2 separate regions of the Rattus norvegicus genome follow, and region 2 is linked to region 1. The links are chromatin contacts, called in public Hi-C maps. All regions are on one chromosome and are shown on one strand. Each heading gives the region's core, a stretch centred on a gene start, on an enhancer-like site or on the middle of the called end of the contact. The rest is flanking DNA. Distances are from core to core; before and after follow the strand shown. Region 1 overlaps Etnppl (ethanolamine-phosphate phospho-lyase). Region 2 has its middle 28 kb from the start of Ostc.

Region 1 (6,769 bases), core at 3,173-5,672:
GTCCCTTCAGGATTGGAGGACTATAGCTATCTATAAACCATTCTTGCTTTCTGCCTCAAACCTGTGCTGTTATTGTTATTTTTTTCAAGTATGAAAAAAAGAGTTCTGAATTTCTACTTTTGTAGCTATTTATTCCAGGTCATAGCTGATAATTCTGTTGACAGAAAAAGAATCAAGGAGGCCTAAGTCAGAAGTTGGTGACCATGCTTCATATGATCAGGTCAACATTACCTAATGGAATTGTTGTGTGCTTGCTACTAGTTCATTTCAATTTTTTAATTAATACCTTAGTGTCTGTTGCTGATTTTGTGTTTTGCGTGTTTGTGGTTAAAAGTCAATTAATCAAAGTAACTGGGTTTACACTATTTCATGAGTAGTTTTGATGACCCATCTTAATTGGTCATTCTTCGATGCTTCTATTTCTGACATTTTTACGTTTTTGAATGAAAGGCATTGGCCAGAAGTCTCAGTTACTAGCTACTAGTCCTTGCCTTGATTTTGAGGATGTGGGGTACTACATTTAGCCTTTTAATATCTATATTTTCCAGCGTACCCATCTGTCTAACAAAAGGTTAGGCAGGGATCTATACTGAAGAAATACTAAAGAACATTCTTCAAGATCAAGATCAAATGAAAGTAATTCCAGGTGGAAAGAAGAAATGAAGAATATGAAGGCAAACAAAAAATAATTATAATACATGCAGTTATAATGTAACAGTGATGATATAAAATAGCTATCAGATATAGATGCATGCAGCAATGGCATGCTAAATGTGGTGTGAGAAAGGCAACAAAACTCTTCTGAAGTTCTTGCTCTGACCAGGAAAAAGATGCTACAGTTTAGCGAAAAAGGATCAGATGTCATGTGACTTGTAAGTTTGTGTGTTTGGAGTAAGCATATAGCATAATAAAACACCACTCAAATGTATTTGAAAGACAGCAAGAATGGAGAAAAGAAGAAAAATGGTCATTAATACAACAACTTATATTTAAAAGCACACATTAGAGCTACATTAACTATAAATGCTCTAACGAAAAGGCAAAGACTTCCAAACTGAATAAAATGCACAGCTCTCCGAGTTTACAAGAGGGATTTCTAAAACATATAAGCTGAAAATAAGATAGAGACTATTTTCCAGGAATATTTTATAGTTATAAATTTGTTCACATTTCACCAGGTACTTTGATTTATGGAAAGTCAACATCGATAGAATTATAAAGAAATAGAAGAAAACTCACATGCATTGTGGGAGAATTTTATTCACATCTCTCAATATCGTGATCAAAATATTCATTTCACACTTGACACACTACAAACTTGACTCTAAAAGTTGACTTCTGTGTCACATTTAGAGCGTCACAGAATTTACATTGTTTTAAATTGTATATAGTATTTTTAAAAACAAAACTGATCATGGGCCAAGAGTGATACTGCGCAGAGCACACTACAGTGAGAAATCAGCTGAGTTTCTAACATAAGACCTTGCTACAGAGGAAGTACAAGTGAACACGCAGTAAATTATACTTGACATTTAAGGAATAAATACTGTGAGGGGTTTGTGTTGACCACAGTTTCCTTGGCATGTGGAATACAAGTTTCTAAAGTTCAGAGGGCTAGTTGGGAGCCCCTGAAGCTTTCCCTCCACACACATTTTTTTCTTTACTCATCCTACGTGACAAAAATAAAAGGTATGTTTATTCTAGGGTATTTTGGCAGAGATTAATGTCCCTCTTAAAAATCCAAGGGTGTGTGTGTGTGTGTGTGTGTGTGTGTGTGTGTGTGTGTGTGTGTGTCTGCGCGCGCGCGCGTGTGTGTGGAGGCCAGAACTGGATATCAAGTATCTTTTCCATTTGTTCTTCACCTTAGTTTTCTCAGAGATTTGCTTATTTTTATGTGCATGTGTAAGTACTTGCATATATATATATATATATATCACATACCACATGTATGCAGTACCTGTGGAGGCCAGAAGAAGGCATTGGATCTCTGGAACTGGAGTTGTTGTGAGCTACTATGTGGGTACTAGGAACCAAAGTGAGTCTCTCACTGAACCTGGAGTTCACCAATTCAGCTAGACTGGCCAACCACTGAGCCCCAGGATTTCTTCTGGGTCTACTTCTTCATCTCAAGGATTACAGTGTGCACTGGAATGGAGAGCGCTCTCTTCCCCTAGCTCTTGATCACAGAGTTCTTTATAGTTGTGATCTAAAACCTTGTTAGCCTTCATGCCCTTTGGTATAACTCAGGCTGTTATAACTTAGGGTCAGACCATCTGGGTACCTTGCAGAACATCTTGGTGATCCACTGCACTGATAACCCTAAGCTGATGCAGCTGGATGTGACAGAGATGCTCCCTCACAGGAGATAGCAGTATGCTGGTGGCACTGGGAAGGCATATTGGTTAAGAGAACAGGAAATAAACTCCATGATGGTTCAGAGATCCGCCATTTCCGTACACTCCCTGCTGGCTGCTTTATAGCTCTCCTCAATGGGGTCTTGAAAGAGTGGCTGTGGAAAAATTTTCTGGAGGCAGAGCTCTGAGTGCTTTGTGTGGGCATCTACCTTGCATGGAAGAAACGATGGGTGTGCGTAAGTAGCCGAGAATGGTCTAGTTAGTTGTCCAGGAACACTAAAGTAATAGAACAAAAGATATATGGGCCACAGACATGGAAATGGCTATATCGCACGAATACTCCATCATGCTATGGCTTTTTTTAATATCATCTTTTAATGCCTTCCAGAAGCATCCACTACAGAAATAACACTGGCCATTCATGGAAGTAAATGATAATGGGGTCGAGCAGCAAACACATGGTGGTAGAGAGGAAAGTGGTAGAGTGGGCCAGCAGCCTAGGCTCCTCCTTGTTAGGACCAATTTCACAATGCCCTTATTAATACCCAGGTTGATTGAAGCAGAATACGGTGTTGAACCCTGAGATGATACTACTCCTCAAAGAGACAACCAACCACCTGTGGAAAGCTGATTACAGAGAACCCCTCCCCCCTTTTCCACAAGGATCAGTGGTTTGTTCTGTTAGGAATTGACACCTCATGGTTGGTCACGTTGCCTTGTTTTTGCTTTTAAACAGACTCCCAGCACCAAAATCAAGGCTTTCCACATGTGCTACCCACAGACAAGGAGTCCTATATAAAATACCATTATCCAAAGAACAGGCTCATACTCCCAAGACATCCCACTCAGTTAACAGTAAACTGACATAGAAAAGTTAGTCTCTTCTTTGCAGAATACAAACAAACCAGCGAGTTCAATAACTAGTAGGAAAGCAATGGAGAGATTCAGGTTGGATGAAGGTAATTTAGGATATGTGGGATGCAGGTGACAAGGAACTTGGGGAAGATGAGATGGTCAGAGAAGGGACCATTCTTACTTGATAAGTAAGCAATGTGGTCAAGATGGCATGGCCTGCGAGTAGCCAGAACCACAGTTCCCAACTCTGAATGCTGGGCTTTGGCTGCTTCTGCCACTCGAGAACCATCTTTCATGCAAGTGTTCCTGTGTACGCGTGTTCCCTTTCAGTTCCCACAGGACAGCAAGCAATCAGGCTTCCTACCACTTCAACCACAGTTCTTTGCCATTTTTTCTCTCTGCTCTGGGATTTCCTTTTAGAACGATTTAGATCTCACCACCATAACCCACAATGCCCTCTGCATTTTACAGTCTTCATTTTTGTTTATATCATTTTTTATTAAAACCTATAACGTTTATATATTAACCATTTTAGAGTATGTCTCACGATTAAAAATACTTTATCACACTAACTCCTTGAAGTGAAGGGATAGACTTCACTTGCTCCTCTAATTTCCAACATTACAACGTGAGAAGCAAGGTGCCCAGCTTAATCTTGCAATAGAAAACTCAGTTTTAGTAGAATAAGTAACTTCAGACTTGCAGGCAATGAATCACCAGGCAAGAGGTTCCATTAATAATGTTGACGTAGTTTATCGCTTTGATTATTGATATTATTAATCTATCCTTTACTGTACAAGCTAGCCAGATTGAAAGCTGTAATTCAAAGGATGACTAAGAGGTGAGATGCAGTCACTTGCTCGCTGTATCCAGGGACATTTACCCACTGTCTAATGTTCAGCTCTCAGGTCTTGAGTCTTTTGCTGAGCAGGACATGCTGGTCTGAGCATGCACCGTTTCTCTTCCTGCTGTGGATTTCTCTGGCGTCGGTGGCACTAAGGTTGGGCAATTCCACATGTTCTTCCTTAGGCGTCTGCAAAGACAGGGCCACAAAACCCCCATGGATGTGCACCTCTTCAAACACCCAACCTCTTAGATACCAGACATTTGAAAGGTGATGTCAACAGCAATTCTGAGACTCCAGGACAACCTTTTATATGTGCGTAATGACTCAATTAACCTCAGAGTATGAGGTCCTGCAGCCAACTCTTGGTTTTGCAAGATCCTGGTCAGGGCTGGGCAAAGCCATTTTGTAGCTGGGGTTCTGACCTAGATTTGATAAACTCTTCCTGCCGTTTTGATAATAACGGATCTCTATGACTGCTTTGTGTTGTGTGAAGAGACAGAGGGTGTCTTGTTAGAAATCGTTTGTTTCCAGTCAAACACCCCAATTTTTGTTTTTTAACCATGAAAAGAACTTTGCTGACTGCTGGGTGCACAGGCAGGTTCTGGGCACTGAATGTTCCCTTACCATCGAAGCTGCAAACAAATAACAAATTATGCAACGAAGCCTCTCAAGGTTTTGCTTTTCTGTTTCCAGGCCCTGGGTGCTCTTTCTCACACCACAGGCTGTTCAGGAAGAGAATGGAAAAGCCCTCTGTTGGAAGCGCGTCAAGAGTGGAAACTAGGCCACTCACTGTCTGTGGTCCCACAGGCTACTGGCTGCTGTGGAGGCTTCCACGTCATTTCACTTCAGAGGCAATTTTTGGTGTTTCAGAGCCATTCTGCCAAGGCTCCTGTAGATGGTGAAGGGCCTTGTGGGAACCAGAGGTGACTTCAGGTGGCTTTCTGAGCCAATATGAGAAAGCTCTAGCCATTTATTAGTGTCTCCCCATATTTGAAAGCTGTCTTTAGAGGCCAGAAGAGAGAGGCCCTTTGTTTTTATTTACATTTTTATATGAGAATAAACCTGTGAGCATGGTGATTTGGTTTCATTTCTTTGCAAATGATATGACATTGGCCCTGGGAATTTAATTATACACTCAAAATTGCCATGAAGATTGGACCTTAGAACAAGCTGCTTTTGTTCTCTGGTCACTGTACATTCAAAAAAGCAATTCCTAAATGCTTTAAGCTCCCCCCGCCCAAACACAAAGCAGCCACCTCTTACCTTGGTTCTGCAAGCTGTGTTCTCAGAGACCACACTTCCACTCCTGGAGTCCATGACTTCTTCTAGAACTAAACCAAAGAAGATGTAGAGAACTTAGACCAATATAATTTAAAAAAGTATCTAGGAATATAAGGACTATAAGGACTAGAGAAGAGACATGTAATGTCTGTAAAAATATTACTATTAAAATTGCTGGCTTTCATTTTTAAAAATTATTTTATTACTATTTATGTCTACGGACTTTTTCTTTTACACATATGTCTGTGCACCATGTGCATGCCTTGTTCCTAGGAAACCAGGGGGTGATGGTAAATCCTTTGGACCTGGAGTCCCAGAAGATTGTAAACTACTGTATGGATTCTGGGAATTCAACCCTGGTCCTTCGGAAGAGCAGTTGGTGCTCTTTACTGCTGAGCCATCTCTCCAGCTCTAGTTTATGTTTTGATTTTTGTTTTTCACTGTCAATCTGTTCACGGTACTGAGTCTGTTTTGCCTGTGTCTAGTTCACATAGTCCAGTTCTTTTGGCTATTAGTAATATTATTCAGTTTAATCTGAGTGCAATCAGCCTGGGTGACAGCAATCCACCCTTCTACTTGGTGTTGCAGAATTACAGGGCACACCAGCTTGGGAGGATGTTTGACAGGTTTGGGTGTGAGCATGATCTCTAAATCCAGAGAGAGACCCTACTGTGAACAACAGGTTGATGTACAAGTTTCCAAACATTAATGATCTATAATGTGTTGACTTGTGGCTTCTCATTGTATCTTAACAATAGTTGAGAGCACCAAGAAGAGACGTTAAATACATTCCTATATAATGTGAATAAAACCAAATTGCAATAAAAAGGGACTAATATTTCAATAGTTGCATGATTTCAATATCATTTTACAGTGTTTATTTACTTTCCAATGCAATTTTTGTTCATAACAAAAATAAAATAATTCAGTTGTATAATTTGAATGAACAGAAGATAAAAATACCTACAAGGGACTAGAGCTCTGAAGGACAAATGAAAGTTCTCAAAATAAACATAAACAGATAAAAAACATTTTAATATTTGAAGCATTCTTGAAAATGAAGAAAAAAAAACACCCAAAGTGAGATGACTCAGCAGGTGATCAACAACTGTTCTTCTGGGCCTTGTACTTTTTATTAAAAAATGTTTCAGATAGCTTTTGCCTCCTTGGTTCTGTTTGAGTTGGGGTCTTGCTGGGCAGCACATTGGATCTAGTCATTGTTCTTAGGCCTTTTCACCTGAACAATAGCTAGGCTTGTGGGTGTGCACTGCCAGAGAAGGCTGGTACATTATCTGAATGGCTCAATGCCGGAACTATGCACGATTAGTGGTGAGAGGCACAGTGCAGCTTAAAAAACACCAGTTATTGTCTAAAAGAACGAGGAGTGATAAGCAAAACAGTATGGACTAGACGTGATGGGGTACGCCTGTCA
Region 2 (6,769 bases), core at 1,263-3,762, 47 kb before region 1:
AGCCCAAGTCCTGGAGGTGGTCCCACAGGGCACCTATGCGGCCCTTCTTAAGAGCCCCTCTGCCCCCTTTAGTATTGACCTCACCTCCTAGTCTACTGGTTTGTTTCATTCAACTGCTCTCCTTCAGTCTTGACATGCCGAGGACAGCATATGATGACAGGGACTGCCAGTAGTAGGCTGGGATGGAGACATCTCAGAAGCCCGAGGCAGCTCTTTGTAAAAAGCTGTTGTTCCCATTTCTCCTAACCTTAGCCCTGGACAATGACTGTATAGAGTTCATTTGTGCATGACTGCCTTTCAGTTGGCCTTGGTGTGCATAATTATTCTATTATATCTGACTTTCCTACTTCTTTTTCCTTCTGCTCTGGTAAATTCTGTGAAACTAGATGTTTCTTGATATAATGATTCTTAAACAATTGGAAACTGAGGCATAGGGGAACAGCACAGCCCTAATGGCCCAGGTGCATGCCATGTGTTCTCATCTTGGAAACAATGTAATGACTGCACAATGGTAGTTCCAGATTAGTGCTTGACTTGCAAAGAAAGTTTGAAGAAATTATTAGAAAATGAATTAGAGCCAACATTGGGATCTCAAGAAAGGAAAAAGTTATTGAAGTTAAGAAATAAAGTTTTACATAACATTTGAGAGTGGTTCCTGGATAAGGAAGTATAGAATATATAAAATTATATACTAGTAAAACTAAATAAAAATACTGGGACTCTTACGAGAGTCATTGTGTGCAAGGAAGAGAGAGCTAGCGGAACCACTGAGTTAAGGGTTAACTTGATTCTTTCTGGCTACTGCCTGGCAGCTTTGCCCATGTCATTTATCATTAGAGCTTCCCAGGAAAATGCAAGTAGCTGACCTCGGAACTTTGAGCTCTGAAGTATAATAAGTCAAAAGTTAAAGTTTAAATAATGATAAGTTTGCAATAATTATTATTCTGGTCACAGGCCTGAGAATAGGGGAAGCATGAAACTTTGGGGAACAATTGTAATTCTTAGTTCTTTGTGGGATGTGGTTATTCTTTTCAATTTGATTTGGCAATGATTATACAATGTCTTTTATTTACCTGCTTTTGGATTATCAATAAAAGACTGGGGCAAGAGAAAGGCTAGAGTGAATGAGAGAGCACGTGAGGGAGCGAATGAGGGAGAGACAGAGAGCATGAGAAGTGCATGTGAAGAGCGAGTGAAGAGAGATTGTGAGGTGTGTAACGATTGTGTGTGTGAGTGAAAGGAGAGCGCATGTGGTGAGTGTGAGATATGTGTGGAGAGTGTGTGTGAGAATGAAAGGGTAATGAACAAGGGTGTGTGTGAGTGTGGGAGTTCGAGAAAAGAAAAGCACAATGGAGAAAGGCAGAGTGCGAAAGAGAATGCAGAGTGTGTGCAGCCTCAAGCTGAGAGAGAGAGAGAGAGAGAGAGAGAGAGAGAGAGAGAGAGAGAGGAAAGAGAGTAACTTTAAGCCTTGAAATTGCCTATCAGTTTGTACCCAGAGTAGTCTGTGTATATTTATTATGTGCCCTCCAGATATCCCTGCTTCCTGTTGAGAACTGCGACCCTGTGTCGAGGCTGGATCCAGGCAAGGACATTCATTGTCAGTCTGGGGCACAGCTCTCGCTCTACCTGAATGGCTCACTCCCTTTTCTTTTCCCAATATATGTTCAAAATTGTAGTTTTACAATGAGGCCTTCTTTTATCTCCCTTTGAAAAACCAAGACTCCCCTGTTTCTCTCCATAGCACTTGCTGCTCTTTAACATGCCACATAGCTGACTCGTTTATGTTGTTTGTCTAGACATGAATTACATGAAGTCAGAGGTGCAGCCTAGTGTGTGGGACACAATACGTGCTTAAGGTTCTGTCACTTCTTGGTTACATACAACTCCGCAGGAAAATACACTCAAGGATGGGTTAATTGGCTGTAACCCAAGCTAGTTGGAATGATTTCTACTTTTCTTGTTGGATGGATTTCTTATTTGGTTAGCCCCACCCCATTTAAGGCTGCCAGTTGAACCTGGGACCCCACATGCCAGGGGGGTGCTCTGCCAGTTTACTCAGACATACTTGAAGTGACTCTGAGTACCTGCATCCTTGATTTGATCCGCCCACGCCATTCCTCTGATTTCCTCTAGCTACTCTCTTGGGTTTTCACTGTTTTCTTTATTTAGATGAGGGGCCAAGGCTGTGCTAGCCTCATGGTAAATCAAGCTCGTAGCACACACATTGCTAGGAAAGGGCCTCTTTCTTCATCCATTTATTTGACAGTAAACACATTTCCAACTAATTGATTGTCATCTATGTCACTTGAGTTCCATGAACACTTAGTGAATTGATAGTCACAGTGATTTTTTTTCCTTTTTGACGCTGCTTGTGTTTTGTTCTATTTTGTAACCTGGGTCACTTCTAAAACGAACAGTGCCAGGCTCTGGAACATCACCCTGTTTGTGAGCTCATAAGCTGGGTCTGTTACTGTGTCACCGATATTGGCAGAAAACTTGAGACTTCCGGGTCAAAGACAAAGGACTTTGTTATGGCAGAGTAAGCAGCATGAGTGTCTTGGAAACAACACTCTCCTAGCCCCATAGAGTAGCGACAGATGCTGTGGCTGGTTCCCACCTGCGGAACATTGAATTTAGCGACGTGCTGCTTTACAGTGTGTGGAGGGCTGGGGAAGCAAACTTGCCCTTTGTCTGTGAGGGACAGTTCTCTCATTCCGTCAGTGAGATGGGCTGTAAACACAGCCCTGAGAAGTGGCCTGGGGAAAGAGCAGCCATGGCTTCACAGGCCTGGCAAGAAAGTGCGGGGGTTACTCTGAGCCCACAGCTCTTGTCTTGCCCTGTTCTATTCAGAAACCTAACTTTGGCACTGGCTCACTCTTCGAAGTCAGCCCAGACAGGCTCAAGTCCATGCTGTGTCCCTTTCTTTGTGGGAAGTTAAACAAATCCTTTCCGTTCCCTTCCGTCTTCTCTTCTTTACATTGGTGCCGCCCATGGCATAGGATGAAGGTGGACCTGCAGTGGGTGTAGAGGGCTGAGGTTGTCTAGAGACTTTATGTGCCCATCACCGCTGACTGCTTTGTTTACTGGGCATTTACTTGAGCACTCGTGTTGCTTCTGTCCACAGAATGAAGGCTACTTTGTAGCACACGTGTCATAGATGCTTGGGGGACTAAGTTTATCTCTTCTAAAGGAATCTGTTAATTGTGAAGTACTCTTTCATATGCAGGTGATAGGGCAGTAAAGGTATAAATCCTGGCTTTGTTGGAGATTACATTTGAAAAGGGGAGATGTGTCTCGAATTGGTGCGTAGTGTCATGTGGACAAACATTATGAAGAAAAATGAATTGCGGTGAGGATATGGTGATTATTGTGTTTATTAAAAAGATAAAGGGGGGCTGGGGATTTAGCTCAGTGGTAGAGCGCTTACCTAGGAAGCGCAAGGCCCTGGGTTCGGTCCCCAGCTCCGAAAAAAAAAAAAAAAAAAAAAAAAAAAAGATAAAGGTGGTTATGTTCTAGGGAGGTGTGGTGAGGTCTGGGAAATGGGGTGCCTCAGGCAGCTCATGCTGCGACATCCCTTCCCCCTGAGGGACCAGCCACGGGATGATATAGTATAGAATAGAGGTTATTCAGGGCATGGGGGGGGGAGTCAAGAGGGTAGTAGGGGCAGAGAGAGAGAGAGAGAGAGACAGACAGACAGAGAGACAGAGAAACAGACAGAGAGACAGACAGACACAGAGAGACAGACAGACAGAGAGACAGACAGAGAGACAGAGACAGACAGAGACAGGGAGAGACAGAGACAGAGAGACAGAGTGACAGAGACAGACACAGAGAGACAGAGTGACAGACAGAGACAGACAGAGACAGAGACAGGGAGAGACAGGGAGAGAAGTAGAAGTAGAAGAGTAGAGGCTGCCATGAGCCTATGCAGAGAAGAGGGGAAGGGAATGGGGAGAGGGGGGATTAAGGGGGAAGAGGGGAAGAGCAAAAGAGCAAGAGAGGAGCAAGAACAAGGGAGTGAGGAGGAGACAAGCAGCCCCTTTTATAGTATCAGGCTTGCCTAGCTGTTGCTAGGTAACCGTGGGGGTGGAGCTTAGACAGAATGCTAACAGTGACTAGAAGCTCAGACAGGTAAAGTTTTTATCCAACACCGTGTGCTATTGTCATAGGTCTGAATCCAAGGAGTGGCCGCCGGTGGCTTAACTTAGAAGGAGCGTCGGCACTGGAAGGCTTGCCATGAGTGGTTATGTGTTTCATAGGAAACGAAGACACATCCATGTCAAGTTGTGATTTGATGTCACACCAAGTGGAGCACTTGGTGAAGGACTCTTCAAGTTGGTCATTTTAAACCCGGGATGTAAGAAGAGATACCGGAAAGAGGGGAGCTTTGAGTACCTGTTCACAACGCTTGTTCTCTGCGTTATTTTCCTCTGGGATGGTGTTCTTCATGAAAAGACTCGAAGAGACTGAAGAGGTTGAAGCTGTGTAGCAGACGAACCATTTGGGCGTCCCCTGACATGCTTCCTGTCTGAGAGAAGGGATTACAGTCAAGTCTTAGCATCAAGACTATCAGAAACAGAACACAGTCAGCTGTGAAAAATCACACGTACACACACACACACACACACAGTGGCAAGACTGGCAGATATAGTGTTCATAAAAGCTACAGATGCAGAGGGTCAGACAATGGAGCTGACAGCAGAGCTGACTAGATAGATAACTGGTCTACCATGACCACCCTGAGCAACCGCGCAGGGCTGACGAGGTGGCTGCTGAGAGCGCTTCCTTCCCTGTCCTTGATAGAGTTATCGAGGCAATTTGACTGTGAAGGCCGAAAGAGCCCAGTCTTCCAGTCTGCATGATGCTGGTCTACACCTGACTGAACTTGCCCTCTACAGTTAGGTCAGGTCAAGGACAAGAACAGAGGGAGAACGAGTCACCCTTCCCATGTTCTTTGTTCTAGGTCAGGACAGACACTTGAACCTGGCTCAGAGAGGACGAGCGCGGAGGACTGTAGTAACCCCCCCCGTGCTGAGAGCTTACTACGGTTGAGCATTCCAGCAGACTTAGGTTTGGGATTTGATTCACAGCCCTGAAAGCTGCTTTGGAGCCTCTTTAAAGGAAGAGGCTGCCTCTAAGATTGCTTTAGACAGGAGAGAGCGTCCAGCTCGGGCTCCTGGCACTGGTGTCTCCTGGCTGCCTAGACCCTTTGTAATTGAACTCACAAGGGAGGAGGTGGGAACAGGATTGAGCCGCATTGCCCAGTTCTAGTCTGGAGAAAAATAAGGCTGGCTTGGGTTAGGTAGGGAATAAACTGTGGAAACTGATGTATTCACTTGATATGTCTTCAAATTAGGTCCTGTTGAAAGACAGGGTGACCTAAGTCAGCAGGCACACTTGGGAAGGGCCTTTCTAGGCCTTTAGCTTCTTCAGCAGTTAGAGGGTCAAGTGTGGCCTCTGAAGTCCCAGTGACGACAGTTGTGGAGTCAAACAGGAAAACATAACAAGTAGGAACCCCGGGTACTTTATCCCAGCCAGGGACTACCAGAGGGGAGAGTTTCTCAGGATAGAGCAAATGCCATGAATATAGAACATTATGGAAAGTTTATAAAAAAAAAATCAAGTTTTCACCAGAGCTTTGAAACATTGTTCAGGTTCAAGGCAATCTGTGGGCAGCTCTCATTTTGAGTTCTGTTGGTGACTAAGGGCTCTGGATGCCAGAGCAGTTATGCAGACGTTTTCAGGATTCTGGTCCATGACTTCAGAAAGTAGTTTGTCACTCTTAAAAGGTGTTTCTTCCTGTCCATCTCCCCCCTCTCTGCTCAGTGTTCTCATTCCTGCTTCTCCATCACTGGGCTTGCACTATGGTATTGAGTCAGTCTGCAAGTCTGTCTACCCTTCTAGACTTGATGTCTTCAGATACAAAGCCTGGGCCATGTACTATGTGTACAACCATCACACTATGCTTGGGACCGAGGAGTTTTCTGAAGATTTGATGAGTGTTGAATGATATATAACTTAAATTTTATGCTCTTGCTGACCCTAAGAGACAAACTGTGAGAACAGAGATTCACAGAACAGCCAGTTTCTTAAGAATTTCCTGAACTCTAAATAGAAATGGCCAGTTGTTGATCATACTGGATTCCTGTACCAAACAGAAGCAAAATCCAATTAAACTGGCATCTGGTAATGTTGAGTATTAAAAAAGGAACAAGATTCTATCTGTGTCTGTCAGTTAATTAACAGTGAGATTGGCACACAACTGATGGGGATCCAGGCTTCCCTGAGTACATCCTCATCTTCTGCAGGATAAGAAGTAGTCAGCACGTGATGCTGAAAAGCCAGACAGAGGGACATCACGAGGCGGCTCAGCAACATTGTAAACCTGCAGACTGTGGAGGGGCTCAAACCCCAGCAAAGACAGACTTCAACACCAACATATAGATTTCTATGGTTTTAGTAACATAATTTTAACATGTTCACCTATTCATTTCACGTATTGAGCAGATACTTGTGCTGGCACTTATTGTCATAGGGCTGGAGAGATAGCTCAGTTGATTATGTGCTTATGCTGCAAGCACAAGGACACGGAGTTCAACCTTCAGGGACCAGGGATAAATGCTGTATGTGGGGCAAACTTGTCCCAGTGCTGGGGAGATAGACAGAAGGTCCCCGAGGCTCCCTGGCCAGCCAGACTAGCCTAATTGCTGATGTCTAGGCCAACGGGAGATTCTGTTTCAAAGGAAGCAGATGATATTCTTGAGGATGA

What was found. Hi-C and Micro-C count contacts between places; a contact is called where the count stands out from the background.
Region 2: a Hi-C map of liver shows a contact between it and region 1, with 3 times the contacts expected there. The contact joins two enhancer-like sites. A contact is called at or near these places in 4 of 12 Hi-C or Micro-C datasets (hepatocytes, kidney and liver).

Annotation. Positions count from the first base shown.
Region 1 is chr2:221,863,299-221,870,067 of GRCr8, reverse strand. Etnppl (ethanolamine-phosphate phospho-lyase) reads right to left here. Exons shown (of 13, transcript XM_003749396.6): 12 at 5,320-5,387; 13 at 1,241-4,242. The coding sequence ends at 4,114. Among named protein-coding and RNA genes, the nearest start is that of Etnppl, 19 kb to the right of the region's middle. Within about 2 kb of position 4,422, at least 44 of the 93 cell types and tissues checked have an H3K27ac peak or open chromatin away from gene starts, as enhancers often do. A contact at or near this core is called in liver, where this site is marked.
Region 2 is chr2:221,908,869-221,915,637 of GRCr8, reverse strand. No RefSeq gene overlaps it. Among named protein-coding and RNA genes, the nearest start is that of Ostc, 28 kb to the left of the region's middle. Within about 2 kb of position 2,512, at least 6 of the 93 cell types and tissues checked have an H3K27ac peak or open chromatin away from gene starts, as enhancers often do. A contact at or near this core is called in liver, where this site is marked.